Regions from separate parts of the Sus scrofa genome. Here region 2 is linked to region 1. Evidence: chromatin contacts called from public Hi-C data. All regions are on one chromosome and are shown on one strand. The core of a region is the stretch at or near the end of the contact, and the rest is flanking DNA. Distances in the headings are between cores, read along the strand shown. Region 1 overlaps RNF150 (RING finger protein 150). Region 2 overlaps RNF150 (RING finger protein 150).

What was found. A called contact is a pair of places that touch in the nucleus more often than the background predicts.
Region 2: a contact with region 1 is called in a Hi-C map of skeletal muscle, with 5 times the contacts expected there. The contact joins two enhancer-like sites. A contact is called at or near these places in 2 of 47 Hi-C or Micro-C datasets (embryonic fibroblasts and skeletal muscle) and 1 of 2 datasets of contacts at active chromatin or transcription factors (skeletal muscle).

Annotation. Positions count from the first base shown.
Region 1 is chr8:86,108,879-86,113,211 of Sscrofa11.1, forward strand. The region is part of intron 1 of RNF150 (RING finger protein 150); the gene reads left to right. Among named protein-coding and RNA genes, the nearest start is that of RNF150, 23 kb to the left of the region's middle. Within about 2 kb of position 2,278, at least 8 of the 83 cell types and tissues checked have an H3K27ac peak or open chromatin away from gene starts, as enhancers often do. A contact at or near this core is called in skeletal muscle, where this site is marked.
Region 2 is chr8:86,259,310-86,263,642 of Sscrofa11.1, forward strand. The region is part of intron 5 of RNF150 (RING finger protein 150); the gene reads left to right. Among named protein-coding and RNA genes, the nearest start is that of TBC1D9, 140 kb to the right of the region's middle. Within about 2 kb of position 1,867, at least 10 of the 83 cell types and tissues checked have an H3K27ac peak or open chromatin away from gene starts, as enhancers often do. A contact at or near this core is called in skeletal muscle, where this site is marked.

The DNA.
Region 1 (4,333 bases), core at 1,028-3,527:
TATATAGGAGACATTGGTTTTAGAGACTGTTAATTTTGAAGGTACAGTGTTGGGCATGTTGTGTTTGAGGCTGGACACAGAGATGTTTGTGCCAATATTGTAGTCCTGAGGGTTGAAACTGTGAGGAAGGATGGAACCAACACTGGAGGAGGTGTACGGGGAGGGTACAGACCAGAGGACAGGTGGGGCGGCATTCTGGGGATTGGTAGTAGAAAGGAACCTTTTGGTTAGAAGAAAGCCGAAATAACTAAAATTATGGAAACCTAGGTTTGAGAGAATTTCAGTAAAGAGGTAGATGTTGCTGAGTGGTCAAGAGCTTGAGGCTGTTGGATTTGCTGTTTCATGATATATGTGGACTAAATAATGTCAAAAGTCCTATCCAGTTAACATTCTGGCCTTTTATTTGGGAGTTTTCTCTGGAGTCAGCCAAGGAAAAAAATAATGGGCAAATTGGCCAATTGGAGAAATCCTTTAATTTTCAAAAACCATTCTCAGATGCCTTTTCCCATGTATGGGTATGAATTTGGTACTGCCATTTCTAATCTTGGTCTTTAAGTCTCTGGAAAGAAATTTGTAATGGTTGGGTTGTATAGAATATATAGAATTCGGAAGACTGGAAATTTAACTTCTAAACCATAGCCATACAGGGTTGGGGTTATAAATGAGAACAGTGCATAGACATCATAGTAGTTATTTGGATGTCAAATCATGATGGGGTAAATAAGGCCTGGAGACTGCAATTGGAATATATAGAGGTATAGGGGTAAGGGTGTGGGTGTGTGGGTGGGTGTGTGTGAGAGAGAGAGAGAGAAAGAGAGGGGGAGAAAGGGAGAGAGAGATCCCTATTATTACAACCAAGCAAGACCTTATGGGGTCTTCCCAGGGCAGGCCCTTCTCCCATATCCTCTGCTATAACTCCTCCCTGAAGTACCTAGAAAATAGTATCTGATGCACATTTCCTGAGTCATTTTATAGAGGCTAAACCACCACCCGATAGAAGACATTAACTACTTGATGACCATGAGTGGGTAGCCCCAGACCTACTGGAGCCTAAGAACTGGTCATGTCACCCCCCGTCACACCACCCTGTTACCTCACCATTAACCAGTTACAGCACTCTGCACAAGCCAATCACATACCTTGCAACCCCCTCCCTCATTTGGCTTTTAAAGGCTTTACACTTTTGGGTTCGGGGAGTTCGGGCTTTTCTGGGGCATGAGCCACCGGTCTTCTTGCATGGCCCTACAGTAAACCTTTCTCAGCTCCAGACTCTGTTTCGTGGCTTGTTTGGCCTTGGTGTTCATCAGGCGCAAGAACTTGCACTAACATGATGGTGCTGGAAATGCCCAAGTTTCTGTTTAGGCCCTACTAGAATGATTTCAACTTAGACATCCTTCCCAAACTCACAAAGGTATAAACTTGTACTTATAGAATTTTCAATTTTTTTTTTGTCTTTTTAGGGCCACACCTGTGGCATATGGAGCTTCCCAGGCTAGGGGTCCAATTGGAGCTGTAGCCGCGGGCCTACGCCATAGCCATAGCAACGCTGGATCCTTAACCCACTGAACAAGGCCAGGTATCGAACCTGCGTCCTCATGGATGCTAGTCAGAATCGTTTCCCCCGAGCCACGATGGGAACTCCAGAATTTTCATTATTTGAATGATTATTCTTAATGCTATTGTGAATACTGGCATTTCAGCAACCATTGCTTGCTTGCTTTTTTTTTTTTTTTTTTTCAAATAGAGGTTGACAATCTGGGCTCTCTCGTATCTGCAGCCAATTTGGATTGGGGACATTGAATGGAATCATAAGTCATTGTCTTGTTATTATGCAGAGTATCATTTGTTGAAGGTTTCCAAGAGGGGGAAGCAATGTTTTGCACAAGATTGGATGTACCGCTGGTGATGGATAAAGGGCTCTAGCAGTCAAACCTAGTCATTGGAACCTTGTAGTCTTCTAACTCCACTCCCCCCAACTTTAAGAATGGAAACATTTCATAGCTCTTCTGCTTCCAAGTTGCTACTCATCCCTGACTGCCATTAGCTTTATTGGAGATGATTCAGAACAGAGAGAAGACAAAGGTTTCTTGCCCTGAGAATTTTCCTGGGGGAGGGTGTTGGTGTGAACAGTTGAGAAGATGGCTCCTGTGCTTATGCTTAGAACCCATGTAATAAAGATGAGCAATCCTTTTTTGGATCTGCACTGGTGACCTCTGAGCTGAATTTCAGAAGGCTCTGTTTCTCTTGTGCTCTGAGTGGCAGCTGCCAACATCCTCCTCGGGATTCAGACGTGAGCCAATTAGGCGAGGTGCACATCCAAGAAAACTTGACCTTCATGCCTTTCCTGCTCTGCCCCCAAACCTCATCGCCTCTTGCTTCCCTTTACAATCCCTGATCAGAACACACTGCCTCTGTCAAAAGTATTTCCCTGTTGCAGTGTAACCTTGTTCAGTTACTATGGGTTTATTCAAAATCGAAGTAAAACACTCCTTTTACACCCTGCAGTCTTCCTGCCTTATCCTTTAGTAGAAGTTAAGCCGATGTTCCTAAATCTTTGTGTTTGGAATTTTGTGTAAAGGGAATCATCCTAGTACCTAAGATGGCTAGTACCTAGTACCTAAAAGAACTTGGTACCTAAAACTTCCACACTCAGGTTTCTGAGATGTCCTATAAATAGATCAATTTAATAATATATCCTCTTGTCTTATTAACCTTTTATATAGTTTTTCTAACTATAATTTAAAAAATAGTAAATTTGGGGGTTATCAACACTCTTAAGAATGAAACAGAAGAGGAAACATTACAATTTATTGCACATAATATGGGTAACTGTTGTTTCAGCAAAACCTGTGTTTCGTTACATATCCATGTGCGCCCGTGTGAAAGGTCACCATAGATTTAAAAGCCGAGGTCTTAGATACTACCCGACTGATCCACTGTGGTTTTCCCTCTGCACTATAAAAATGCCCTCAGTGTCAAGCCTTCTGCCCCTGCATGATGTCCCCTGTTCCCGGCGGTTATGGAACAGGCGGATAGTTGCCGCTGCCAAGATGTTTGGTAATAGAAGCTCGCAGAGAAGGGCTTCTAGGTTAAGGAGAGTCTTCCCAACCCAGAGGCTAGAGTTTCCTGAACTAAAGCCAGGAAGCTCTCTAATACGTTCCCTCAATTGTGCAGAGGCGTTTACATTTTATCAGAGGCAGAGGGCTGTGTGTTTACACTACAGAAGGGTCTCTACAGAAGGGTCTCCAGCACTTTTCTCTCTTGTGGACAAGCAAAGGAGATCCAGAAGCACTGGAGCAACATAAGTCCAGTGGGTGGAGCCTGGAAGAAAGGCTCTGTGCCTTCATCTCCAAACCGGAGGGGCAGTGAGATGAAGAGTGTGTGTCGTTGGAATCTTCATTCTGAAAAATCTGAGATGGGAGAAGTGAATGAATCAGTGACAGAGGCTCAGGGGACAAGAAGGAAGAGCTGGTGGACCTGAAACCAGGACACCCCCTCCCTCTGCCCCCACCGGGGCACCTCAGGTGTTTAATGATACCTTGTGGGAAGCAGTATGTAACACCAGAACTCCACTCTAATCATCTGTGGGTTTTAGTTTTACTTTTATTATTCTATTCTTTGTTTAAGACCATCACTTAGTAAACAGTGTGCCATTCATTCCCTGGTCTGAGATACATTTATTCACCCTGGCTTTGTAAAAGTTAAAAGAATCTTCCTCATGAATCATCAGCAGGCTCTCCTATCCTTGCAACCCCTGGGTTGATGTCCAGCTGAGCCAGAGAGACAGGTCAGCTGTAGGGTGGTTTATGTACTGGGTCTATAAACACTAACACTTAGGAACTGGCCAATGATGGGGGTGAACGTGATGTCATCCCACTTCTCTCCTGATAGGAAAACAGCCAGCCTCCAGCTCCTCCCTGGCCTTATCAGGGAAGGTGGATGGTGGCTGTATGGCTGAGTGGCTGTGCTGAAAGGCTGAATGTTTGTGGCCTTTAGGAAAAGAAAGATCAGGGGGTTGTTATCTGATGTACTACGAGTTACTGCTTTTCCTTCTGGTTTCTTACATTGTGTCTTTTGGCCATTCTAGGTTTTTTGAGAAGGGTCAACCAGGCAGTGAAATCCTAACCAACATTTTCTCTCCTTCTTAACAATATTGATACAGTTAACAGTATTAGTAAAAAATGGGTTGAAGAAAAGACTAAAATGTGGTTTTGTTTAGACATCTTCTACAGATACACTTGAAAACGTAACATAAATATATCAGTACCTCTGTGGGCATCCCTAGTGTGCATCTCTCTCAGGTGATTCCCAGGTTATCAGCTGAGGCTGGAAA
Region 2 (4,333 bases), core at 617-3,116, 150 kb after region 1:
ACTACATTTTTCAAATTTAAGTTGGTGTAAACTTCCCACTCAATAGTCATTATTGATGAAAAGCATTATTTAAAAAACTCATTCTTTCAGGAATATAATTTTACATACTCTGCCAAATTAAAAGTTCTATGGTGTGGTGGGAGTTTAAAAGGGCACAACTACTTTGGAAACTTGTCAGCTTCTACTGAAGTTAAGCATCTTCTAACCCAGCAATTTCACTCTTGGATATACACCCAAGGAAAATGAATGCATACATTCACAGAAAAACTTGTACAAGAAGGGTCATCATAGCACATTCCTTTGTAATAGCCAAAAAATGAAAATAACCCCCATGTCTAACAATAGAAAAATCTATCAGTTGGGATACATTCATACAGTGGAATACCAGTCAGCAATGAAAAGAAACAAGTAATCCATATACATCAAAGCATAGATGAATCTGAAAACATTACATTGAACCAAAGAAGCTGCACAAACAGAATAGATACTTTATGATTCCATTTATATGAAAATCAGTCACAAGCAAAGCTAATCTGTGGTGACAGCAGTCGTAACGATGGATTCATGGCAAGAGGTTGGTGCTGCCTGGTCCAGAGTTGGAGAGAGCTCTCTGGGGTGCGAGAAACAATGTGCATATTCATCTGGGTAGTGTGCACATAAATATATGCATCCTTAAGAAATCAGCCAGCTAAGGGTTTATGCATGTTACTGTGTGTTAAACCTTCATTTAAAATAATGAAAGAGGGAGTTCCCATTGTGGCTTAGGAGTAACGAACCTGACTAGTATCCATGAGATTGCAGGTTCGATGCCTGGTCTCTCTCAGTGGGTTGAGGATCTGGTGTTGCCATGAGGTGTGGTGTAGGTCGCAGACACGGCTCAGAAATCCTGTTGCTGTGGCTGTGGTGTAGGCCAGCAACTGTAGTGCCAGTTTGACCCCTAGCCTGGGAATAGCCATATGCTGAGGGAACAGCCCTAAAAAATAAAATAAAAGAAAGTAAGAAAATTTCACAGTACCAAAAAAAAAAAAAAAAAAAAAAAGAAAAAAAAGAAAAAGAAAAAACCCAATGCTGTGGACTTAAAAAAAAAAAAAAGTTAACTTTTTACATTAGTCAAATATACATAAAATGTAAGTTCAGAGTTTGCTGATGGTGCTTTCTAATCATTTTTCTTTGATTTCTTTGGATTTTGGTGGATCAACTGCCAAAAATTAGCTATCTCTTAATATAGAGATTAAAGGAAGGAAAGATGAAAGGCGATGGCAGCATTGGTCAATGATGTATGATGTGTTCTCTTCTGTTGTATTTGCAACAGAGCAAATGCCACCTTAGGAAAGAAGTCTTGAACTGTAATAACCTTGTTAAATATGGCATTCTGACTTCAAATGTCCTGATCCCCAGTTATAGTCATCAACTAGACACTTGGGACAAAAGCCAACCAGCTTTGCTGCCACAGCCCAACAGTATAATTAGACCAGGGTCAAGTTTTAAGCACAGAGATTCCCTCCACCAGAACCCGAAGGAATGAGACAGGTTATAAGAAGATTCTGCAGTTCCCTCGAAACTTGCATTCTCAAAGGATCAGTTTCTTCTAGCCACTAAAAAATCAGAGTTTAGTAGCCAGAGGATCTGAGGCAGCTCCTTCGTTCTTCAAGTGGTGTTGGTTTTTCTTTAATGCTATTTAACCCCAATCCTATGGACTACTGGGTGAAATAAGTGGCTATTTATTATAATACTTTGAAAAGCACTCAACTGTTAACAAAGCTCCTTTATGTGTAATGTCTAATTTTCATCTCCCAACAGCCTCTACTACAGATAGGGCAGGGGCCGTTAACACTCCTTTATTTAACTAAGAGAAAACCTTAACTCGGGGTCACAGGGCCCAAAGCGCAGCTAGGTTTTCTGACTTCTGGGCCAGCACCCTTTCCAAGACACAGCTACCTCTGCTATGGATTTGACACCTCAGCCCCAGTGAGTGCTCTGCCCTTTGCTCATCTCTCTGGGGCTGTGGTTTTGGCTAAAAGTCTGCCTCGGAAACCCCCACCTTACTGTGATCCAACTGTCTAAGAACCCTAAGTAATCCAGGTCAAATCTATCCCAGCTTTAAGAAATTTGCTTTCCCCACAGTGATTCCAGCTTGTTATCGTGGGCCTGCAAACAGACCCGGCTCTTTCACAGAAGGGCAGTGTTTGTGCTAGTGAGGTGAACAATAATTTACTTTATTGCGTTCTTTTTTCCCCTCCTTCCATCAGGTAAAACGGCCAGCATAGCGTATCAGCTTGCCAAAACAAACTGTGTTTATAACAGCAATGATGTAGTTAGTACTGGTTCTGTGTGACAGCTCTTTTTTCCCTTTACTTTTCTTCTTTCTACTTTAAAAAAAAAAAAATGATGTTTACATAACCTAAATAGGGGACATCAGAGACACGCAGTTTCTCAAAATTGCTCCAAACATTTCAGACCAAGCCCAGGAGCGGGGGATCACCTCCCACCGAGAGGTGCTGGGCTGGTTAGGTTGAGTTTATGGTGGGGAAAGGCTGGCGTCTCCTTCACCAGCCCCACAGCACTGCACGGTCACCACTGCAAGGTCTTTCTATACAAGAGATGGAGCAAGAGGAGACGGCTCTGAAGGAAGGAACTTGATGAAAAGTCGATCATCGCAAGGAGTGAGGGAAAGTCTGGCTCGGGTCTATGATTATGTTCCTCGCTTCATACCGCCTTCTGCTCCGCCCATCTAGGCGCTTTCAGAACACTGATTTGGAGCCATTTTTTTTTTCAACTGTATTTCCTGCTCCTGTTTCTGAAATAGTCTAGCTTTCAATCCAGCTGAGTTTCTCATACCAGTGACACTATTATGGTTTCTTTTTCTCATGGAAATTCCTTCTCCTTGGATTTCTTTCCTCCAGTCTCCACACTTGCAGGTCCTTCCCATCCTAGTTTCCCAACCTCCCCACAAAGGAACTGCTCCTCTCCTTGAAGTCTATGGCACTTTTACTTGTATCTGTTTATGATGTGTCCCTTTGCCTGTTGTACTAGCATCACGAAAATAGGTCAATGTCACTATTATCCACTGAGCACTAACTAAGTACTTTATAAACAAGTATTTCATCCTTACAACAACCCCATAAGGTATTTACTAGTCAGGATAGACTACTTTTGCTGCAGCAACAACAACCAAGAAAATTTCCCCACTCTTAGTGGCTTAATACAGTAAGGACACCTTATGTTTTACGATCACGTGTGAATCAGCAAGGAACGTCTGCTCATGACGGCTGACAACGCCATCTCCATCTTGAACATTGTTAATTGACAGGTCAGTAATTAAGTACCTTCGCCTGAAATGAAATCTGTTATTTCTCTTCATAGTTTTTTGGCCAGGATTAGTCACATTGCCATAGCTACCACCAGGACAGCTTGTAATCTTCCCCTATGCCTGAAAGATGGAGAGCCATCATGTTGGATGAACACTGTTAATGAGAAGTTCAATTGGGTACTATTATTATCCTCATTTTATAAATGAAGAAACTAAGGCTCGGAGAGGTTAAGGGGTTATTTCAAAATAGTCAGCCAAGATTAAAAAGGAAATCTGCTTTACCCCCAGCCCGAGCTTTCAGGTTCTACACAGTATGGAGGTGCATGTTCCCATCAGCCTGCCAATTCAGTATTTAAAACACATCACCAGCAGGAGGCATGTCTGATTCATCTTTGGACCCCAGTGCCTAGCACAATATTCTGCAGAAAGTCCTATCACATACCTGTTAGATGTTCATGAATTTGTCATTTTGTTTTCACCTTTCTACTTTTCCTCAGAACTCAGCATTCCTAGTAGTGAGTTCTGGTATCAGTTTTAAAATCTCCCTTTTTTTTTTTTTTTTTTTTGTCTTTGTGGCATTTCTTGGGCCGCTCTCGCAGCATATGGAGGTTCCCAGGCTAGGGGTCTAATTGGAGCTGTAGCCACTGGCCTACACCAGAGCCACAACAACTCGAGATCCGAGCCACATCTGCAACCTGCACCACAGCTCACAGCAACACTGTGACGGGAACTCCTTAAAATCTCTTTAACAACAGGCAGAAATATTCTTTTTTCAAACTTCCTCATGTATAACTAAGATACTCACCTTCCATCCTAGACTATACTAAAGTGCCCACTATGTCAGCAAGGCTCTTTTCTCAGTAACAGGAATGGAGAATAAGCCTATTGATTTGCATAATACAGCACATTTCATGATACCCTGAGTGCGTGGATTGCCAGGTACTGGACCACAGGCAGGGCATTTGTGCCAAAGATAATGCACAGAAAAAGCCAGTGATTTCCATGTCTTTTTCAAAGCTACAG